Regions from separate parts of the Drosophila melanogaster genome. Here all the other regions are linked to region 3. Evidence: chromatin contacts called from public Hi-C data. All regions are on one chromosome and are shown on one strand. The core of a region is the stretch at or near the end of the contact, and the rest is flanking DNA. Distances in the headings are between cores, read along the strand shown.

Region 1 (3,968 bases), core at 451-2,950, 130 kb before region 3:
ATTCTTGGCGATTTGAAGGCGCAGAAAAACGGGGCGGGCAGCACATCTTTTTGTTGGTATAGACTCTAGAGGCAAACCAAAAAAAAAAATGTATAACTCCTTGAGAAATGGCAAAGTGGTCAATGCGCCCTCTTATGTTTGTAAATAGTTTTAACCACCCGAGAAAATTGTTATTAAATGTAATTTAAAAGTCAATAATTGTATTAGCAAGTGCAATTTAATCTGTTCCCCTAAAATATACATCTTAACCGAATTCTTGCAAATGTCTGTGGATCTTATCTTCGAATTAACGGATGCGTTCAATATTTTAAATGGGTTGGGATTGACTTGCGATTGTTAATATTTTTATTTCGCATGATTTTCCTTTATTTCTTATTTTTTATCCTTCGTCTTTTATCGGTAATATCGTCTCTTATTTTAAAAAATTAATTTTTTTTTTATATAATTGTAAGAATATTTATTTATTTATTTCGTATTTATTTACACAGCCTAATTTATTTTAAATTTTTTATTTGCCGTATTATCGAAAAATCCATTTAAGATGCGTTGATGCTTGATAATAAATAAAGAGCACAATAACTAAAAAGAAAACTTATTGCGTTTACTGTATTTACTCGACTGCGAATATATACACCTTTTTTTTGTGAATACTATGAATGCCTTAGTAAAGCTTCATAAATTGACCGAAATATATTATTTAAAAACCATATTTTTTTGCCCGCCAAAATGCTGCCCGTACAAAGCTGGCTTTTATGAAACTCGACCAATAGCGACGACAAAGCGTTGCCACATGGATAGAAATAATTAACAGATGGCAGCTCAGCTACTGCTTAATTCCTTTTAAGCCACACAGTTTAAAGATTTAATATACATTAATTTTTGATCAAATTTTATGAAAGTAATATTTATAAGCCAAATGTTAATAGAATATCGTTACTCACAATCACACATGAAATGTATCGATATGTATTTTTTAAAACAGCGATCGATAGTTTTTTATTTTTACAGTGCACATCTCTAAAAAAAAACAACGCGTTCGTCGAAATTGCAATAAACAATAACAATGGTACAAAACCGAAATAACTGTGAATTTAAGAATTAACATTAACGCTTTATGTAATCTGCAGCTCTTTTACTCCTTCTTCAAGTCGCTGGTGGGCAAGGAAGTCGTTGTGGAGTTGAAAAACGACCTCAGGTGAGATTCGTTTATTTGCCGGTAAATTGAGGAATTTTTAATACTTTCTTTATAATTAAACAGCATATGTGGCACCCTGCACTCGGTGGATCAGTACCTGAACATCAAGCTGACGGATATCAGTGTCACAGATCCGGACAAGTACCCCCACATGCTGAGCGTCAAGAACTGCTTCATCCGTGGCTCCGTGGTGCGATACGTGCAGCTGCCGGGCGACGAGGTGGACACCCAGCTGCTCCAGGATGCGGCGCGAAAGGAGGCTGTTGTGAGCACAAGATAAGAATACCACTACCAGCAGCCCAATTGGATCTACCCATTGCTTCGTAAACTGTCCTAAAAACCTAAGTGAAATTCTGTTAAAGCAAAACCAATAAGAGGAATCCCCGTATTAAGTCGCTATGTACGTTATTTACGGCCCATCAGTTTTCGATGAGTCAGTCTCGAGGTTACCGTGGGTGCTGCTCCCTACGCTTGCGCAAATGTCCCAGCTTTTATCGCTCCACGCTTGAATGGAGCCAGTAGAGCCAAGTGTGGCTTGTGGGCCAAATTTTGTGTCATGTTGATAATGGTCCATAAATTTGTATAATTGCTGTGACGATGTACTGGCTGTCTGAATGTCTGGATGCCTTGTCTACACATCACCGGATACACGGACTCATTCATACAAGGTTTCCACAATGGGTTGCTATATCACACGACTATACTCGTATGTACTTGCAGCCCGTTTTACGATTGTGATTGCTATTATGGCCCGGCCCTCGAATTCAACCTTTTATCCGCAATAAAATGGAGGAGCCTGGCGGAATGCTTTTAATTTTCTGGACCTCGACCCGCTCCTTAAGTGCCTCTTCGCCAGCCGCCATCGAATGGCTTTGTTTGCTGGAATTCGTACTTAAAATAAAATACGCATTCGTGGAACACTTTTCGCTCGGCATTTACATTTCGGAATGGCCAGGGAATCGCGTTCTAAACTTTGGCAGTTGGTCAGCGGAACATCACGAAATATCGATCCATTAAAAGTTGAAGGGCTACAGGCAGAAAAAAAACATAGCTACTTCGAATATAATGTTACCAAATTTGATTGTAAATAGAATTTTTATAAACAAATTATTGCCATCCTAAGCTAGTTCGCTTAGCAACATATATTCCTTTTTAAGCTTGATGTCATTATTAAAAAAAAATAGCTTGACATCAGAATCTTTACCTTGTAATATTCCACTTAATTGAATTTAAATGGTACCAGAAACCGGAAGTTTATCGCTGAAATTATCCTCCCTTTTTTATTACATTTTTGAATGGTTATAGTCAGAATTTTTTGGTCAGTGCTAAGGACTCGTAGCTCGTCTGACTGCGCATAATTGAAGGGGGAAGTTAAGTCCAGCCCAGCGGAGTCCATCTTTCATTATTTGTGGTAATTGGGTTCCTGTTTCCGGCGCAGCTTCTAAATTGAGATTTCGAGACGCATCGCATTGTTCGTCCGACTCCGGCTCGCAAAGATTGTTTTGCATTTTGGGCCAGAAAGTTTTTCTCCGCATCGGACTTTCTATTTTCGGAATGGGTGGCACTGGCAAAGGGAAAAGTGTCCTCGTTTCTGGCCTATCGCTATGGTGGAGTGGGGAGGGCGACCTCAGCCTGTGGCGCACATAAAAATTTTGTAATATACCCGTGCTCCGGCGGGTGGATGTGAGCTCTGGGGGATTTATGGGGCACATGCTGCAGTACGTCCTAGTTCATCAACGTGTTGAGCTGTGCGTGGCGCGTAAAAGTTAGCTCGTAAAGTTACGCTGGGATCATTCGGGTTTTATTAAAAAATAAACTATACAAATTTGACACAGATTATTTATACATAAGTACGCACCAAAGTGCGCACATGAATATGCAAACGGGATGGAAGCTAAGCCGTTCCGAGGGATACGCAGCATGCACTGGATTCCTCTAATGACACATGTACACACATGTGTGTGCGTGGTTAATCCTGCGGAATTTCCAGAATCATCCGTACATCTCCGGGGGCTTTTTGGCCAAATTGAATAGTGGTGTTCGGTGGAATTCGGCGTTTCCATTGACATTTCCAGATGGCCGTAAATTATGGATTCCTTTGGAAGAGCGCCGTTTACACAGGGAAAAGTTCGATTCAGATGGATGCAGATTCCTTGAAGTTTAGGAAACGGAAATCAACGGAAACTAATTGTAACTCAGGAACTAAGATATGGACATGAGTTTGGATATGGATTTTTAGTACTTTAAATTAATCAAAATAATTCCTTGTGTCGTTGAACATGAACTCATATTTATTTTAAACTTTACAATCTTTTTTTTTTACAATATTCTTCTCAAAATAATGAGTAAATGTATTTACAATAGTTAGATTTACCCTGTTTTTAGATGATTTCTATTTTACACAATTATAGAATCGATTTTTGAGTTACTCGGCTGGGGGAACAAAATGAAAAACTGAAAAACGCTGTTAATTAACATTACAAAGTTGCCCTGCTAATGAGAGAAACTCATTTGAAGTCGTATATATTCATAGTCCAATTATTCAGTCATATAATTGTAAATTGTAACTGACTCTGATTGCACATTGATTATAATTGTAATTATTGTTGCTTATATCGGATTACACGCTGGCGAATTGGCAACATTTGAAACATTCAGAAGTTAAATCTATTTTTTTCACAACCAGATTTAATTGCAATTTTTTATGGTTTTATGGGATGTACATAGATATTATCTCTTATATTTGTATCCTTGTTGAAGTCAAGTATTAGTA
Region 2 (3,944 bases), core at 895-3,394, 190 kb before region 3:
TGTGCATTCTGGCGACACATTTGTTTAGTTGCATGTGCAGCAGGCATATGTTATTGCAAAATCACAGAAATCACAATAGAAGGCTTAGCCACATGCGGCTTGCGAAATCCACAGGCCAACAGCAAACAGTCGTAAGCAGAAAAAATATTGACGGCTAGATAAGAAAAGTTCCGCACTCGCGAATAAAACAGCTGCGATCGGCAAGATATAGCATTTCAAATGATACGAGGAAATAATAATGGGTCTGATAATATTAGTTACTCCTATAGAAAAGTTGGTTTAGGTTGATTTCTTTGTTCGATTACTTGATTAAATTATTTATAAAGTACAAAGGTTTGTTGAGATTATATCCTAACTAACTCCATCATTGTATAAAAATATAATTTTATAAAAATTTTACTTGGGATTTTGTTAAAGCTATAGTTATAGAACAAAACAATTTTAGACTTTTTGACATAATTTAATTTTTTTGATGCTATTTAGCTTACCGTAGCTGTAGGCATATGTACATGGGACATTTTCTCTAGCATTTTAGATGTACTTAAACAAATGATGGAAGAAATTGAAATATTCTATCAAATTTTATATTCTTTGTTGTTTTACAAACAAATACTGGTTGTCATTTTGAAAACCCTCAGATTTGTGGTATCAACAGTCATTTTGTTGACTTAGGTTTGTTTATATGTGCATGCGTAAGTAGAGTAAACTGGTATAAGAAAGTTTAAGTATCAAATGAAATAATGCGTGCCTAAGGGTGTAACCTGAAATCTGGTTTCTGTAATAAGGGCCGCATATTCCGGGTGTTTTTCTTCTTATTAGTATGGGTACCATGCCCCAAAGGGGCGCCAATCAATAGATCGCGAGTCGAACCCAACCCACGTGCTCCGGCCAAATGTGAAAAGCATAGAAACGGGACCGGAACGACAAGTTAACCTAGCAAAGCCCAGCTGAAATCGCTATGTATGTGATGTGTGCTTCAGAGGTGTTAGATAATAGAAACTGGTGAAAGTGCTGGGATGGGGGCAGCCATCACTTGAGGCCAAGGACGGACGAACTGACCCTGACCAAGTGCCGGCCATTTGAGCTCGCCGAGTGGTCAGGAACACACTCACACACACAACCAATCAACCCACCCACATGGTTGCCCACTTGCCATGCACACACCCCCACATGTATGTATGATGAAGCAACAACACTCGGGTACAAGTGCGCGGAAAATCAATTTTACCCGGTGGGTGGAAAACCCTTTCCCCAACTAATCAGCCGAGACACGGAAACTGGGAGGGTAAGAAAGATGTGGGTGGTGGTGCTGCTGTCGGGTGTTTGCTTGCTTGTTTTTTGAGTTTTTTAAAGGAATCTAAATTGCACTGAATACGTACGTCGAAGGATATGCTCGGCTCCTTGCCATCGGGCAGGAAGTACTCCACGTTGAGCGTCAGCAGGCCGTGCTGGAAGATGCGGCAGGTAATCACCGTGTCCTTGTTCTCGTGCAGCACCGCAAAGTAGCCGTTTTCCGGCGACTCCATCGAGTAGGCCAGCTCCAGCTGGGGGAACAGCTGCTCCAGCTCGTTACGCAGGATTTTGGCCACCTGGAGGCGCGCCTCCTCATCCGCCGTCTTGTCCTTGTCCAGCGTGAAATCAAACAGTATCGTCTGGGCCGCCATCGTGCTTAACTTGCGCTAATCCGTTGAACAAAAACGCTGAACCGCGTACCGACCGAAACGAAATACTAGTGATGCGCCTTACGAGCACCGATAGCAAGTCGATTTCGATTGCACTTCTAGTGTGGCTGTATAATACAGTTAATTAAACCTTATTATTTTTTTTAATATAAGAAACGGTTTATTAAATAATTGTAAAAAATAATAAAGTACATTTAATAATAATGTTATAAATTCCTCTTAATAAATTTTTGAAGGGTACTTGGCCCACAATTTTGTATTGAATATATAGCGCTTTGTTATGTATGTTTACCTAATAAATATTACATTGGTACGTTTTGCTGGAAACACAATTAAATACAAATCTTAATTAATATTTAAGAAATATTTCTTTAAATCTATCGTGTCACAACCCAGCCACTGAAACACCCCCGCCCGCACCTATCGATACGTGCTCCCACTTATCGGCAGTTGGCTGCCCACTTTTGCCACCCCTAAATCGCAGTTCCCACGACAAGTTCCGCACTTGCTCGGAGTTTTTGGGTGTAAACAACATTGGAACGCGGTAAATCATACAAAAATTACATAAATCGCATAGGTGACAGCAGCGTGGAAGGGTAGTGCGTACCAGTGCGGAACATGAAAAGCACACCAAGAGCGAAATCAATGCGCACCTGAACCTGAACTTGAATATCGCATGTGTGCTATGTGCTATTGTTGCTGCTTTTATGCTAGACGTAGGCCAACAACACAAGAACAACAAGGCTGCGCTGACGGGAACAATGGTCTGCTAATTATAAATCTCTCGATCCCAGAGAATCGAATCAGCCAGCAGACGACGGATATTGTGCTTGTGTTCAGACGTTCAGATGCTGAGTGCTCAGTGCTTGGATGCGTGGGCGCCGCAGCATGCCAATGTTGTTACGTCGTCGCCAAAGACCACCCTTCCGCGACCAACCACCCCCCAAATCGCCCACAATCCTCCCCATTTTATATATCGCGACGGTGTCGCCACAGTTATTACCCAGCATATTGATTTTCTGAATCCTTTCAGCTCTCTCGCCCCAAAGGATCTGCCCACATATGTGTTTTTTTTATTTAGTTGCTTGCAGGTTAGTAAGTGTATTATACCCTTGGTATTACCAACCCGCCTAAATGTTTACCTTCATTAAAATCTTACAGAACAGCACACGCAATCGCCGCCAGTCAGCCCAATTAGCCTGATTTCGTGTACGTCATCGCCGAGCCCAAAATAATTTGCATTGCGACCAGCCAGAACGCCGGACCAAAGTCGCATTTGCATTGTGCTCGCTCGATGACGTCTGGCTTTACTATTTATATGGCCGGCAGCCAGAGGCCATCGCACAATGAGCTCGGTTCGAGAGATCCGGCAGATAGAGCGAATTAACTTGACAAAAGGGGGGCATGATAACCACTTAGCACCTTCACCTTAGATGATAGAATCATTTCGTTCGGACTAAAGCCAACATGCAGCACAGCAGCGCGGGAAGTGAGGAACGGATAACCAGTTCCACCAGCAGTCCCAGATCCGGTCACAAGACCGCGAGCTCCCTGTTCGGTTTGCTGAGCAAGCGACCTAGTAAGGTGGAGCCACATCCCGTGACACCCGAATCGCCAAGATTACAACAGAGACCCGTGTCCGCCTGTGGCCAATACGATGTCAGTTTCGCCAAGTGCAATGCAGATACGTCTGCAAACCATGTCAATAACAATGGGAGCACCCTCAAAAGCCAAACGCTGCCGCTGGAGAAGTCGCACAGCGGGCTGATCAGCTTCCACAGGCGTGCAAAGCCAAGTTCCTCGAAAGGAAAGAATCACTCGCACCGGCACAGTACGGATGCTGGTTCCCAAAGCGATGGAGGAGCCGACGTGGTGATGCGGCGCAAGTCGCCCAAGCATCGCTCACCCAATCACAATAGATTTAGTCACCAGTTCAGTCTGTGCTGCAAGGCGGAAAAGAAACCGATGACACCGCCGGTGACCGTGCGTTATAACTCCATACCGGATAGCAACAGTGTTCTGCGGCGCGATAACCTCTCGCTAAGTTGGAGCATGGTGGACAACAACTCGGGCTCGCTGCACTCCAGCGAAGGATCCTCACACCGACCGCGTCCGTCCAGTGAGTGTGCCAGTGCGCCAGAATCACCGGTGGCCAGCAAAACCTTCTTTGCCCACTGCAGCCCTGCTGCGGCCAGCGCTTCGGTGGCACGGAGCGAAAGCCTTCAAAATCGCTCGCCCATTCGACCCATGGCAGTATCAGCC
Region 3 (3,709 bases), core at 787-3,286:
TGGGATCGGGTGGAAAGAGGAGCGAGTGCAGAAATCTGGATGCGAAACGATATGGTTCAGCAGAATCACCTGGCGATAATGAGATGTCTCACTAAGCTGATCAGAACTGCCTTTGTATTTATTTGTCTGTTCGAATGCAAAGTGCACAATGCACCGAACACTCGTGCATATATGTTTCTTCGATTTGTGAAAGGCGAATCATGAATGAAACGCTGCTGACGATGACGTTCGAGTGCCCTCATGCCAGAGATCCAGAGCAAACGCAAACAATCGAACAGGAATAATTTACTAAGTAAATAATATCTGGATACCGATCGCTGCACGGTAAGAAATTGCGTAAACCGGTGACCCATATTGCTCAGCAACCAAAGAAACCTTTCAGCACTGAGATATTTTTCATTCCATTGTTTTCTGGGATAATTTAAAGTAACAGAATTATCTTCTTACAACATTTTTTTGTCTTAACTTGACAGTAAGAGTTCTTAATTAAAGTCTGAAATTTTTAAAAATATTTTTTACGATTTTTTTTTACTAGTTTACTCAAGATCTATAGCAATATTTAAAGAGTTGAATCAATGGTCTCTATGGAATAGTGTTATATATGGTATATACATATTTCGTAACCATTTGATCCCAATTTTGGCCAGTGTAATCCCCGCGAGTAGCGTGCGCCCTCGCCCCATCAAGTGGCACTTCAACAATCAAGCATTCACACAAGCAGATGGTCCGCAGCCGTTGGCGACCACCTAAATGAAATTTCATTTAGTTTTTTTTCGCCCGTCATCGCCGCCGCAATCGCAACCCGCTCCTCGAGATCTCCCCATCCATCGCAGTCCATCCAATCCATCCGTCCAGCGCAGAGTTCCAGCCCCAATCCCAATCCCAATTCCAATCCCAATACGGTCTCCTATTTGCTTATGCACACATTATCAACGTACGCCCGCCTTATGGAGTGTTTGTTTACCTAATTCGATTACCGATCGCGTCCGTTCGCGCCATAGTCCACCGGCCACTTGACCATTTGGGTGGCACGGATCCGTACTCATGGGGTCCGCTCTTCGGCCAGACGTCGTGCGTAATCGCCCCACGGCAGCTGATGCAGTGCAGCGGAATTGGGAGATGGAGATGGAGATTATGTTGCTGCTGGAGCCGGGGGCCTTAATTGAAGAACCTGCCACGGGGGTACATACATACATACTTTCATCGCTTTGCAGTCGCGGAGGTAAATTAAGTCTTAATATCCTAAGTCGAGTGTCTAAAGATTAGGAAAATAAACACTCAAGGACTTTATCGATTCGTAAAGAAAAATCAAAAGTAAACTGCAATTACATTTCAATAATAAACAACCCTATATCAAAGAGTCTTCTTTAAATTACTGCTTGTCAATTTCTTAAAATTAATAAATAAATCTATTCAATCATGTTCTAATTGATAAAAGTAAAGTGTGCCTATTCTCATAAAATTTGTATAAACATTCAGGGAGTTATTTAAATAAGGTATATTTACGTATTTATACGTATACAGTTATTGAATGTTATTTTTTTTTTTAAATGCCTCGCCAGGAGCTGTTAAACATATATATTATATTATCTAGATGTTGCACATGGTATTTGAAACACTTTTTAAATAAATCTTGGACAAACATGTAAAATTTAGTAGTTATTCTTAGTAAAAAAAAAGGGTAATGTTGTTTTATTAATTACACTTTTTAAAATTTCGAATATATTTTTAAATTTAACAGTTTTCTAGAGATGGCAAGCTTTTTTAAATAAACTTCGTTAAATATCGATAAGAATTTACCTCATAATCCATACTTTTAAAATATAACCTTCGGTCACACCAATTCATAGAGCTGGTGCGTATCGATAGTCGGCACATTCAAAATAAATAAATTCCCAAACACCATTTAATTAAGGTCAATGGACTTGATTGTGGCGTTATTTTTAAAATCCGAAAATAAATAGCAATTGAATTCAAATTTGAATAGCTTAGCACTATCGCTCACTATCGAAATTTAGCCTCGATAGCAAGTATTCGATTACAGCTACTATCGTGGGGGGTGTACCCAGCTCTAAAAATTTGTCATTTCGGAACGAATATAGTTAACATTAAATTTACGAAGTAAACAGAAACCCCAGAGCCACGATGCGCACAGTGCTGTTGAGCAAACACGACGAGCTGTACCTGGAGAAATGCGCACAGGAGAACCAGTTCTCGTACGGGATAATCGTGGGCCATGTAAGTGCCATCCGCCACGTAGATTTTGTTTGGTTCCCCCGCTCAACTGAATCTCCACTTTCTCCTGGTTTCATCCGCTTCGGTTGAAATAGCAAGCGGATCTCACCAAGAGCGTGGTGGTCCACCTGGCCAGGAACAACGAGGAGGATGCGGATCTGGAGGACCTGTCGGAGGTCCGGCTCACCATCTCGGACATCAACTCACAGGCATTGGCCTCCCAGTGGCTGAGCGCCAGCAAAATGTGTCCCGGATCTTTTGACGTCATCGGTGGGTTTGCGTGCTGCCCCTGCAGTTTTATCTGCCCTACCCAGAAATAATCATAGTCATAATGCTAAGGCATATTATTTATGGGGACCTTGTATTCCTCCCGTGGATTCGAAATTTAGCCAAACCCTTTTTTTTTGTATGTTTTGTATATGGGCTAACCCACCCAATTTGACTGTTTAATCTGTCAATTCGAAACTTTTGATCTTTCGTCATAGATAAATCTTTAAGCTATCAGTAATGGGTAGTGAAACCAGTAATGTAAACTTAGGTACTTAACTAAGATGAAAGTAAGCGAAGCTTTAGGACTTACCATCTAGAATTAATTATTAATGAATTATTTATCTTTGCAGGAATCTTTGTGTCTTCAGTAAGATCCGATGTAGTAAACGAACAGAGCGCCGAATTTAAGAATGCCAAAAAGCTGTTTTCAGATATTTACGAGTAAGTCACTAACTATATGAGTATGATATGAGTCTCCATTTGAAATGACCTCTTTTCTTACTTTTCCAGTTTGCTCCTGAAAAGCAACAGCTCGTTTGGCGTCTACACCACCGACATTGCACAGACTGATTTCGTATTCCTCTCGTATTCGCTGGCCGACAAGAAAGTGCTCTGCAAGAACTACAGCTATGGCAAGTGAGTATCGGAAACGTAATCCCTGATCACAGATACGGGTCTCAATGTGTATTCTTTCTTTCACCAAACGAATCGCTTACAATTTATAACTAGACATTGCAAAAAAACGTATTTTACGGCAAACATAAAATGCATCATATGGTAACTAAAAAGTTGAGAACTATGTACTTTCATAACTTATGTTCTATGTTCAATAATCACTTTCTTTGCTATCCTTGTCCTTGTGTTTCTTATTTCTTGGAATGCATTTTATGTGTTAGTTAACCATTAGGATTGTTCATGTTTATATGGTAGTTTGATTACATTCAGACTTTTCCTAGCCTAAATATAATATGAGTATTTCTTTTGATAGCGGCGGCACTTTCACCAATATGGAGTTCCGGTTTGTGGACAAACCCTTCGAGTGGATTCAGCTGGAGTGCAGCTACGATTTCGATGATGTGCTGCCCATACTGGACTCCTCGCGTCGCGTCAACATCGAAGACCAGTTCCAGAGTATGATAGTGTCGGTGCGCAAGAACCTGCTCGCCAGTGAAGTATTCCTCCAAAACGAAGTTGTCGAGGACAC

Evidence for each region. Hi-C and Micro-C count contacts between places; a contact is called where the count stands out from the background.
Region 1: a contact with region 3 is called in a Hi-C map of the Kc167 cell line, with 2.4 times the contacts expected there. A contact is called at or near these places in 25 of 107 Hi-C or Micro-C datasets (the Clone 8 cell line, the D17-c3 cell line, the Kc167 cell line and 14 more) and 2 of 7 datasets of targeted methods (both in the Kc167 cell line).
Region 2: a Hi-C map of the Kc167 cell line shows a contact between it and region 3, with 2.1 times the contacts expected there. A contact is called at or near these places in 11 of 107 Hi-C or Micro-C datasets (the D17-c3 cell line, the Kc167 cell line, the OSC cell line and 4 more) and 1 of 7 datasets of targeted methods (the Kc167 cell line).

Annotation. Positions count from the first base shown.
Region 1 is chr3L:12,335,652-12,339,619 of dm6, forward strand. lncRNA:CR45444 (long non-coding RNA:CR45444) reads left to right here and starts at 1,701. Exons shown (of 1, transcript NR_124903.1): 1 at 1,701-2,048. CG10418 reads left to right here and starts at 1,025. Exons shown (of 3, transcript NM_140313.3): 1 at 1,025-1,066; 2 at 1,128-1,195; 3 at 1,259-1,585. The coding sequence starts at 1,064. The coding sequence ends at 1,475. Lmx1a (LIM homeobox transcription factor 1 alpha) reads left to right here. Exons shown (of 3, transcript NM_168497.2): 3 at 1-250. CrzR (Corazonin receptor) reads right to left here. Exons shown (of 6, transcript NM_140314.4): 6 at 3,465-3,968.
Region 2 is chr3L:12,275,511-12,279,454 of dm6, forward strand. It overlaps INPP5E (Inositol polyphosphate 5-phosphatase E), which reads left to right and starts at 2,145. Exons shown (of 5, transcript NM_140309.2): 1 at 2,145-2,226; 2 at 2,716-2,773; 3 at 2,844-3,944. The coding sequence starts at 3,150. It overlaps Sms (Spermine synthase), which reads right to left and starts at 1,741. Exons shown (of 4, transcript NM_168496.2): 1 at 1,380-1,741. The coding sequence starts at 1,664.
Region 3 is chr3L:12,469,692-12,473,400 of dm6, forward strand. CG10616 reads left to right here and starts at 2,037. Exons shown (of 5, transcript NM_001300119.1): 1 at 2,037-2,238; 2 at 2,331-2,505; 3 at 2,856-2,946; 4 at 3,016-3,141; 5 at 3,494-3,709. The coding sequence starts at 2,146. It overlaps CG32102, which reads right to left and starts at 93. Exons shown (of 2, transcript NM_168500.2): 1 at 70-93.